3 separate regions of the Mus musculus genome follow, and all the other regions are linked to region 2. A link is a contact called in public Hi-C and HiChIP or PLAC-seq data. All regions are on one chromosome and are shown on one strand. Each heading gives the region's core, a stretch centred on a gene start, on an enhancer-like site or on the middle of the called end of the contact. The rest is flanking DNA. Distances are from core to core; before and after follow the strand shown. Region 1 has its middle 27 kb from the start of Gm30337. Region 2 has its middle 240 kb from the start of BC006965. Region 3 overlaps 2610035D17Rik (RIKEN cDNA 2610035D17 gene).

Region 1 (3,257 bases), core at 602-3,101, 700 kb after region 2:
GTTATTAAGAAAATATGTAACAACAAATGCTGATAAGCTGTGGACAGGAGTTACCTTATGCTGTGAGGTTATAATGCAGATGGAACCACCCTCTACAGAAGTCAATATGGAGCTTGCTCAAAAAACTGAACATAGATCTAGCATATTAGTCTTGTTTTACTACTGCTCCTTATACATCCAAAGGTCTCCAGTATATAAGAAACACGTGTATATCCATGTTTAAGGTGTCTCTATTTATAACAGCTATGGTGTGGAACCAAGCATCAACAGAGGAATGAATAAAGAAAATGTGGGTTACAAACAACAGAGTTTCGTTTTTTAGCCAGAATGAAGTACAAAGTTATGGATCCAATTGGAGATGCTCATATTAAATAAATTCAATCAATCTCAGAAAGATGAATATTGTGTTTTCTTTTACTTACGGTTCATAGATTTTTGTACAGATACATAAAACCTTTAATTGCATATATGACATGAAAATAGAAGTGTGACTCTGGGGCCGGAGAAATGGCTCAGCCAGTAAGAGCACTGAATGCTCTTCCAGAGGTCCTGAGTTCAATTCCTAGCAGCTGCATGGTGGCTCACAACCATCTGTAATGGGATCCGATGTCCTAGTCTGGTGTGTCTGAAGACAGCTACAATGTACTCATATAAATAAAATATACAAATAAATATAAAGAAATGTGACTCTGTAATGGTACACAGAGACAAGGAGTGCGGGAAATGGGTACATAGGTAGGACACAAGGCATATATATATATATATATATATATATATATATATATATATATACACACATACACACATATATACATATACACATATACATATATATGTATACACACATTTATATACATCATATACATATATATACACATTTATGTGTATATATACATTTATGTATATATACACGCATATATGCATATATACACATATATATGTATATATGTATGTGTATATATATATGTGTGTCTGTGCAATGGATATATAATGTAAATATAATCATAATTATACAAACTATTGGGAAAATCAAACCAAATCTTTCTATAGAGCAGTAAACCAATATTCCTTTTGTTGGTTGGTTGGTTGGTTTGGTTTGGTTTGGATTGGTTTTTGTTTGGTGTGTTTACTTTTACCTCCTGGTTGCACATTACTGTGATTTCCTTATACAGAAGGATCCCTGTGGCTGTGTTTAGCTGAGAGAACATGCTTCTAACCGAGAGAATGAATGAGCTCTGGAACGCTTGATATGACAGTGCTGGTGTTGAGTTGGTGTTAGCAGTCACTCATCTTACCCAGGAATGCAATCCTTCTGGAAGAACATAGTTCGAGGTGCACTTCCTTCATGCACAGCCCTGTCACACTATTAATGACAACCTTCTGGCCTTTTAAGGCTCCTTCCAAGGGCCTATTCCCGGGTTGTTCCTTCTGTTGGTTGAATCATTTAAGAATGTTGTGTCACATGCCACATCTGTTCAGTATGCAAAGGTAGTTTTATTGAGTTTATGTAGATTTGATAAAAAAAAAAATGGGATGTGATTGCTACAACTATGTGACAGAGTCTCAAGTTCCCTGAGAGTTAGTAAGTAAATAATTTTTGATGTATGTTATTTCCTCATCATAGTCGCATAATCTAAATATCTATTTGAAACATAGTCAGCAATGCATTCACTGTAAACATACTTTGTTATGCTTATTTATCCATATGTGTGCACATGCCTGCACATATAAGCAGTCAGAGGACAACTATGTGTCCACAACAAATATGTGTGTATACCTGCACATACGTGGTAGTCAGAGGACAACTTTCTTGAGTTAGTCTTCTCTTTCTACTATGGGGGTCTTTGGGATTGAATTCGTTTTTTAGGCTTGGGGGCAAGCATCACTCCCTGCTGAGGCTACTGAATGATCTCACAGGCCCAGGTTCACTTCTTAGTAAGGGGATAAAAATCAAACAATGGGTCCTGAAATATTTCCATGCTTCCATTCTTTTATCTCCAGGGTTCTGATTTCCTTTTTCACCTTCATGACTAGCCATGTGAATGAAATTTAGTCATTTCCAATCTTGGTCCACTGCACTTGAACAGCAACCAAGTGAAAGTGACCACATCAGGGTTATGTTCCTAATAAATATTAGAGTCTGACGTAGGTTGAGGTTTCTCCTGACTGCTTTGGGAACTATTGAAGTTCCAGAAAACATTCTTTACTGCATTCTTTGACTGATCCACTCTATATTCTGCACTTAACCCTGGCCGTGCAGATTATTGAAGGCACTATTAAATGACATAGTTAAAGCATGAAGCAGATATCTGGAGCTACAACCATGCATAAAGGAGACACATATGTCTACTCTACAGAAATTCTCCATCATTTAGAAAGTAATGAACATTGGCAAAGATAATAAACACATAAAAATCCTTAACAATTTATGATTACTATGTGAAAGGGAATAATATCCTGATGTGTGCTGAAGAGCTTCAGAAAAATTTATACCAAAAACATCAGGAGTCTGGGGACGAGATGCTTAAAGAAATTCTTGCTGCCTTGAGCAAGCATGGAGATTCAAGTGTCAATCCACAAAACTTTTGTAAAAAAAGAAAAAAAATCAGGCATGATGGTGTGTGCTTGTAATTTCAGGGTTAAGAAGATAGAGGCTGGAGGACTCTTGAGGTTTTCTTATCAGCCAGTGAACTCTTGACCCAGAGGGAGAACCTTTCTCTAAAATGCAGTGTGTTTAAAAGATAAGGTATATCTCAAACACACACACTCACACACACACACACACACACACACACACACACACACACACACACACTGGCCTACTGATGTTTTCAGGGCCTGTGGTTAAAAGACAGCAATAAACAATAGGAAGAAAGGCACTCAGTTATTGTCACTAAGGAGAAAATACAGATGCAGTTCGAAACTATATATAGCCATCATAATCTCTGTGATCCACAGTGCCTCTCAGAACCAGAAATCTGAGATTCCTCCCTTCTAGGCCTGGACCTTTTCTGTCATTGCAAAACCCTATTTCGTGGAACCAGAACTCAAAATGTGCACATATAAAAGAGAATCAGTGCTGTTTCTGATTGCCCACAGGTTTCACTTTAAGAGTGATTTTTCTGGTTGTAGTATCATTGGAATTTTGTGATTTTGGACAACAACAACAATAGTCAAAACAACAGTAACAATAAGAAAACACCAAACAAACCTGTTAACAAGAGTGTGTATACTATAGATGGATGGCACCCCAGTAA
Region 2 (3,380 bases), core at 331-2,830:
ACATCAGTACATGGTGCATATGCACGTGCCATGAAGCACAGCCTATGTGGAGAACAGAGGTTGATAATAGGTACAACGTAGCTCTCTCCACTTTACTTTTTGAGATGTGGTTCCCCACTGAACCTAGAGCACATTGATTTTGCAAAGCCAGCTGGCCAGCAAGCCCTCCCAAAATCCATGTGTCTCCGACCCCTAGAATTGAGGTTACAGACACACCATTGTGCCTGGCTTTTGTATAGGTGTTAGGAATTCCAAGTCAGGTGCTTGGACAGAAACCACTGTATTCATCCAGCGATCTCCCGAGATTCCACCTTGATTTTTGAGACAGGGTCTCTCACTGACCTGGAGCTCATCAAGTAGGCTAAGTTGACTGACCAGCAGGCCTAGGGAATCTGCCTGTCTCTGTTTCCTTAGTGCTGGAATTATGAATGTGGGCCACCATAATAGGTACTTTTATACACAGATTTTGTAGATTGTGTCTTACATCAATAAGCCAAGTGCATTACGCACTGACTGAACCATCTAGAAGAATGTTCCTCTTCTGTTTGTGGTTCTTCAGTTCTGCAAACCGAGCATTGCAGAGAAAGGAGTAAGACTGTTAGGACTGGAGAGCAGGGAGGGGCACTGTGAAATGCTGTCAGAAGGTCACAAGATGTGGCTGATGCTCACCCGGAATTCACTGTACTTACAGCTATCTCACAAAACCTGCTTGAAATCAAGCCAACACCACCAGAGACTATCCAAGAAGGTAGCATTAAACGGGCATAGAAGGTTATGAGGAGAGTAAGAGGAGAAGGGGGAAGGGGAGAGGGAGGGGAAGGGGAGAGGGAGAGGAAGAGGGAGAGGGAGAGGGAGAGGGAGAGGGAGAGGGAGGAAGAGAGGGAGATGAAGAGGGAGGAGGAGAAGGGGAGATGGAGAGGGAGGGGGAGATGGAGAGGAAAGGAGGGAGAGGGAGGGAGGGAGGAAGCAAGGGAGAGGGAGGGAGGGACAGAGAGAGGGTGAGGGAGAGAGAAGAATTGATGTTGGAAAGGGGGTGTATTAGTGTTGGGGGTGTCAGAGAATTGGGAAGAGGAAGTTGGAGTTGGATATGATCAAGCTACATTGTATACATGTCTGACATTTTCAAAGTGAATAAGAATAATTATACAAACTAAGTGTGTATCATGAGTGTGATCACACTTTCGAAGTAGTACTGGGGAGGGGAGATGGTCTTGGGAAGAGAACTGCTAAGAAAGCCCTAGTAGAGGCTGGCAAGAAGAGAGAAGCCAGCTTTGTAATGTTATTTAAAACAAAGTCATTTTAGAAGGTAATCTACAAATGCATGTCAGTGATGAAAAGAAGACAGGAAACACACAGGAGGAGCTGGTGGCTGGAAAGGGATGCTAGGGATGTGGGTCGCCGCATCTGTGGGAGGAGGACCAGGGCCTGACTCTGTCTTATGGAGCTGATGGGAGAAGTAAGACTTTAGCTCGTGGAGAGAGAAAATGCTCCATGCATTTCCCTGAGTCTTCAGGTTTCCAACTTGAGTGTCTCCTCCTAGGACTCATCCTGTGACTCACATTCCTGACTCATTCCTTTAGCTCCAGCAAGCAGAGGGGCTGCTTGGCAGGACTCCTCACTGCTCAGCTGTGGCGATGAGTTTGTCTGTCTCTAACTCTGCCAGTCTTATTACTTTAAATTGGTGCTTTTTTTTTATCAGATGGGTGCTTTGCTTCCAAATCAGCGCCTTCTTCTTGGTGGTGTCATAATAACACTGAGAGAAGTAACATCTGCTGCCATTTATTGAGCCTTAAATACATACCAGGTGCTGTGTGAGGGGGCTCAGAATTTGGCAGCTAGCAACTTAAACTCTGTCAGATTGCTGATTCCAGTCTTGCTTCCAGAATTTACTGGACAGGCCTAAGGACAGAAAATCTAGATCTTAGTTTTGCTATCTGCAAAATGGGTATAATATTATTTCATCATCCTTAAAAATGTTGTGTTTAAGTATAGTGTGTGTGTGTGTGTGTGTGTGTGTGTGTGTGTGTGTGTGTGTGTGTACACTTGTGTGCATGCACAGGCCAGTGGTCAAATTAAGTGTCTTCCTCAACCACTTATTTACCTGATTTGTTCAGACAAGGTATCTTACTGAACCCAGAGTTCAGAGTTTGGCTAGACTAGCTGGCTAGTGAGTTCAGGTATTCTCCTATCTCTTTATTCAGGAATGATGCGTCCCACAATGGATCGCATCATGTCATATCAATTAATGTTCACAGTAATCCCCCACAGATATACCCACAGGCATATAGGCAATTTCTTATCAGTAATTTCTATTCCAAGGTGTCAATAGCATACTTCCTGACACAATTTAGCAACTGTAATTTCTAGAACATGAGTTTTTGGACGATTGTTCTTCTCCAACTTCTATAAGAAAACATGGGAGCTATGTAGGCCATTTTAATCAATGCTAATGTGGATGATAGGAGAAAAAAATAGCTAATCTGATAATTCATACCAGTTTATTTCCCTGAAATTTGACCCTGGAGTCTTTGAGCAGTCTGCTTGTGATTATTTTCAAAAATACACTTGTTTTTATCATTGAAACTTTGTTACTGAAGGTGGGGTAAGAATTTTTCAATGGTGAAAGAAGTGTTCCGTCAAGATAGATTATTAAATATGTGTAAATTATTTGGGGGAACCTCACATTCTGTTTCTATACAGTGCTGTGTTTAGACAATGCCAGTCCTAGACTGATATTAACAAAGATGTTTTTGTTTTTATTGACTACCTATAGAATTACACACACACACACACACACACACACACACACACACACACACACACAGAGAGAGAGAGAGACAGATAGACAGACAACCCTCATCTATCTATCTATCTATCTATCTATCTATCTATCTATCTATCTATCTATCTGTGGAGAGAGTATTTATTTATTTATCTATTTATTTATATGTCCATGACATATGTACAGACGTCAGGGACAACATGTAAGAGTGAGTTCTCTCTTCCTACTGTATATTTACTGGGAATCGAGTCAGGTCTTTTTCTGGGCAACAAGTCCCTATACCCTCAGAGTCACCACCCTGGGCTCCACAAAATAATATATTTTGATTATAGCTTTTCCTAAAAGCTCTAAAAGCACATGGTTACTTGTGGGAGCTCACAAGGCTCATGTTCACGGGCTTAACGAAGACCATGGTAATGACAGAAGTCACTGCATGCAACTCATCTTAGAAAAGACTCAGAGGGGAGATGGGAAGAGAGTTGGAAAGTGGGAAGATGGAACGAAGCTGATTAGATAATTTTATAGTGTTCTCTTCTCCTGGAAAACTTAAAAACGGTTTGTGTGAGAGCAGGGTTAACCTAAACATTTTAACCTGTCA
Region 3 (3,319 bases), core at 606-3,105, 630 kb before region 2:
TCAGGCAGTGGGCCTAAAACCAAAAGCCACCGCCCATTTCTCTTCCCTGGGGCCCCCGTTTTGAGTGGAATCCTGTCTGGGTGGCAGCAGGAGGGACACCCAATATGGGGGCCAGTTTGTATCTAGCCTGGATAGTGGAGGCTGAGGAAGGACAGAAATGCACTATCGGAAGGCCAAGGGTCGGTGTGATGGGAACACATGAGACAGAGCCCTAGTGAGGAAGCTGGGTGAGAACCTCTCTGGGCAGTGGGCCCATCCATCCCTTGGAGTTAAAACCAGCAGTCTCGGGCTCACACGTGCCTCTGCGCTTACTTCCCCCTTGACCTCAGTTTCATGGCTCACCACATAGAGTGTCACTTCACAGATAGTAGCCAGTCCCTCCTGGGAGGGCCCTGGAGCCATGGAATCAAATGTTTGGGGGAGGAACTGCCACAGGAGGTGGGAGTGGGGGCTCTTCTGATGGGAGGGTTCTCCAAATTACTCCACAAAGCACAGTGATGGTGGCTTCTCAGAACCCTCCTCGCCACCCACTTCTCCTTGATACCCCAATAAGGGTGATGTATGTCCATGGCCTTGTGTCTCCAAAGTCAGACTCGCTTGCTTTAAGTCTTTCCTATGGGAAGTTGGCAAACCCACGGTCGTCTCGTAAGTCTCAGGTCTGTGAAGTCAGGGACAATAATATTTGCTTCTCTCCCGTGTTGATCTGAGAATGCCAAGTTTTCCAGAGTTGTATCTGTTCATATACCGACGCGTTATTATGGGGATGGTTATATTCCTTTCAAACGAAAACTCTCAGAGAGATTCCTTTTAGATATTGGATTCTTGATCAGTGGTTGTCAAACAGGCTTCAGGGCCAGAACCAACCTGCAACCTGTTTGGCTGAACTGACAATTAGTTTCACCTTCTAAATTAAAAGGGGGAAAAAATCCCCCTCCCTTCAAGAAGCGAGAGAAAGGACATCAGGTGTCCTGTTCCATTACTCTCTGCCTTATTTCTTGAGACAGGGGTTCTCAATGAATCTATAGCCAGACTGGCAGCCAGCAACCCCCAGGGATCCTCCACGGCCAGCCCTGAGGTTAAAGGCGCATGCGCAGCCATGTCCACCTAGCTTTTTATGTGAGCGCTGCGATTCAACCAGAGGTCTTCATGCTTGTGTACCAAGTGCTCTTTGCCCACTGAGTGGTCTCCCTGCCCCCTCTGTTATTTTTCTTTTGATAGAATCTTGGACAGAGCATTCAACTGGAGAGCTCTTACAATGATGCTAATGCGTTTTCTTAGAAATCCCATATTTTACTCCTGGCATCATATAGGTTCCTGGAGCAGGGATCCCACTGGGATGTTTGAACAGTAGTGGGTGGGGGAGGTACAGTCTTTGATCCCCACCCCTCCCCCTCCCTACCAGAGGGATACCTGTATAGACACAGCCATGCATGGGAAGTAGGAGTTTGGCCTTGTGGTTGCACGTGTTGGCTGGTACTCTGCCTCGTTGTGTTTTGTCATAGAGAGGAGGTAAGGTAGCCAAGACCCTCCCGGAGCAGCAGCGCTGAGGGCTGGGGTGTAGGAGTAAGCACAGGTGTCATTCTGATTTAAAGGAGGCCACCCGAGCGAGTGAGCGGTGATTCATGGGTTTCAACAGAGGGAACATTTTTCTTGCCTCAGTCACCCCCACCTCGATCTGTTCTCCCAGTTTTTTTGGGGGTGGGGAGTGTGACAGAAGAGAGGGGCAGGGATGGAGACAAGGTGGCCCCAAGTGTCCACTCCTGCCCACCAAATGCTCTGCTTAGAGCAATGACTGGGAAGGTCTACAGCACACAGCAGCCTTGGATGTGAGCTCCACAGAGAGGCTGAGGACTGTACAGGGTTGGGAGCAGCACTTATGAATCACCCCTGGAGCAGTTGCTCTCTGCCCCAGGGGACCCACTCACACATTCCCAAGGGAGCCAATGCCCAGGAGACATGACGTCATTGTCACCGGGCAAGGAGTTTCATCCACGTGTGGCCTCAGAGCTCGTTCCCAGGGGTTACACCCAAGCTTCTCAGGATGAGACAGGCAAATCAAAGGTGATGGATTTTCTCCTTATGTGGTGTATGTGTGTGTGTGTGTGGTATGCATATATAAATGTATATGTCCTGAGCACATGAAAGGTCATGTGTGCACACAAGGGTTTGTCTATGTTGTGTGCATATGTGCATGCGTGTGTGCATCTGTCTGTCTAGCTCCTGCCTCTGGTTCCACCCAGGACAGCAAGAATTCTCATGAGCTCAACCATGGGAAGAAGGGAACATTGTGATGAATAGGCTGCCAATCCATACATTTTTTCTCAATGATCTTCCTTCCAGTCATGGCTCAGACACGCAATTTTCATGAGACGTTCTGTGTGTGGCTACAGTTCCTGTTCATCTGGCATGTGCCCACGTGTCACATGGTCAGGTGGGCTGGCCATCTATAGTTGACTTCAGAGGGGTAAGGCCAGCCCGATGCAGCCTGCTGAGTCTCTCCCAGGCATCAGTCTCAGGGCTCTGAGAACTTTTGCCTGTTTCACTGGCTCCTTAGGCTCCCTTGCTTCATGAGTAACACACAAGGCAAGGGAGAGAGCTCTTCAGCAGTATGAGCGTGCAGAGCCAACCCGACCACTGCACACAGCTTTCTTTCTCCCCATTAACCATCCCAAAGTCATTAAGCCTTTCTTCTGTGCATACAAGACTTTTAATTTTTTTTTTGCTTGCTAGTGTTGGACATGCTTGACAGCCACTGTACCCATGAACTATAACCTGACCCTTTGTTTCTTTGAGATGGGGAGGGGAGGGTTCTCATCATGTACGTCGGGCTAGCTTTACACTTGCCGTATAGCCTATAGTAGTCTCAAACTTCAGCTCCTCCTGCCCCAGCCTCCCAAAGTTCCGGTACGCCAGATGTGTGCTCACACACACCTGGCTCTCTTTGAAAATGGTATGTTTTTCCCCACCTGCAATGCTCTCAATAAGAGACAACTTTCTGGCTGTCCCCAATTTCCTGGTTTAGTCAGGACCCACAAACATCTAAAATATTTCATCTCCATAGATAACCAAGGCAAAAATAAGACAAATACAGAGTCCACACCAGGAACAATTAGGTGAAAAGACGGGGCAGGGATAAGGGTGGCCAATGTGGTATGTGGATTGGGGACATGGCTTGGCTGGGGAGATCACATTGGCTGTCGCTGCATACATTGAGCACGATGCTTATTTAAGGAAAACAAACCTTCCTGAAAATGACAAACCACCATTAGAGTTCCTGTTTGTCCACTGTCATCTCGGGAAGTCCATCTGTCTGTAGTGT

The links. A called contact is a pair of places that touch in the nucleus more often than the background predicts. HiChIP or PLAC-seq counts read pairs in DNA pulled down with a chosen protein or histone mark.
Region 1: a contact with region 2 is called in a Hi-C map of adipose-derived mesenchymal stem cells, with 2.0 times the contacts expected there. The contact joins two enhancer-like sites.
Region 3: a contact with region 2 is called in an H3K27ac HiChIP or PLAC-seq map of the NIH/3T3 cell line, with 4 times the contacts expected there. The contact joins two enhancer-like sites. A contact is called at or near these places in 1 of 115 datasets of contacts at active chromatin or transcription factors (the NIH/3T3 cell line) and 1 of 9 other capture datasets (embryonic stem cells).

What each region holds. Positions count from the first base shown.
Region 1 is chr11:111,773,940-111,777,196 of GRCm38.p6, reverse strand. No RefSeq gene overlaps it. Among named protein-coding and RNA genes, the nearest start is that of Gm30337, 27 kb to the left of the region's middle. Within about 2 kb of position 1,851, at least 7 of the 459 cell types and tissues checked have an H3K27ac peak or open chromatin away from gene starts, as enhancers often do. A contact at or near this core is called in adipose-derived mesenchymal stem cells, where this site is marked.
Region 2 is chr11:112,468,786-112,472,165 of GRCm38.p6, reverse strand. No RefSeq gene overlaps it. Among named protein-coding and RNA genes, the nearest start is that of BC006965, 240 kb to the left of the region's middle. Within about 2 kb of position 1,580, at least 30 of the 459 cell types and tissues checked have an H3K27ac peak or open chromatin away from gene starts, as enhancers often do. A contact at or near this core is called in the NIH/3T3 cell line and adipose-derived mesenchymal stem cells, where this site is marked.
Region 3 is chr11:113,101,922-113,105,240 of GRCm38.p6, reverse strand. All of the region lies in intron 1 of 2610035D17Rik (RIKEN cDNA 2610035D17 gene), which reads left to right. Among named protein-coding and RNA genes, the nearest start is that of Gm39467, 31 kb to the left of the region's middle. Within about 2 kb of position 1,855, at least 64 of the 459 cell types and tissues checked have an H3K27ac peak or open chromatin away from gene starts, as enhancers often do. A contact at or near this core is called in the NIH/3T3 cell line, where this site is marked.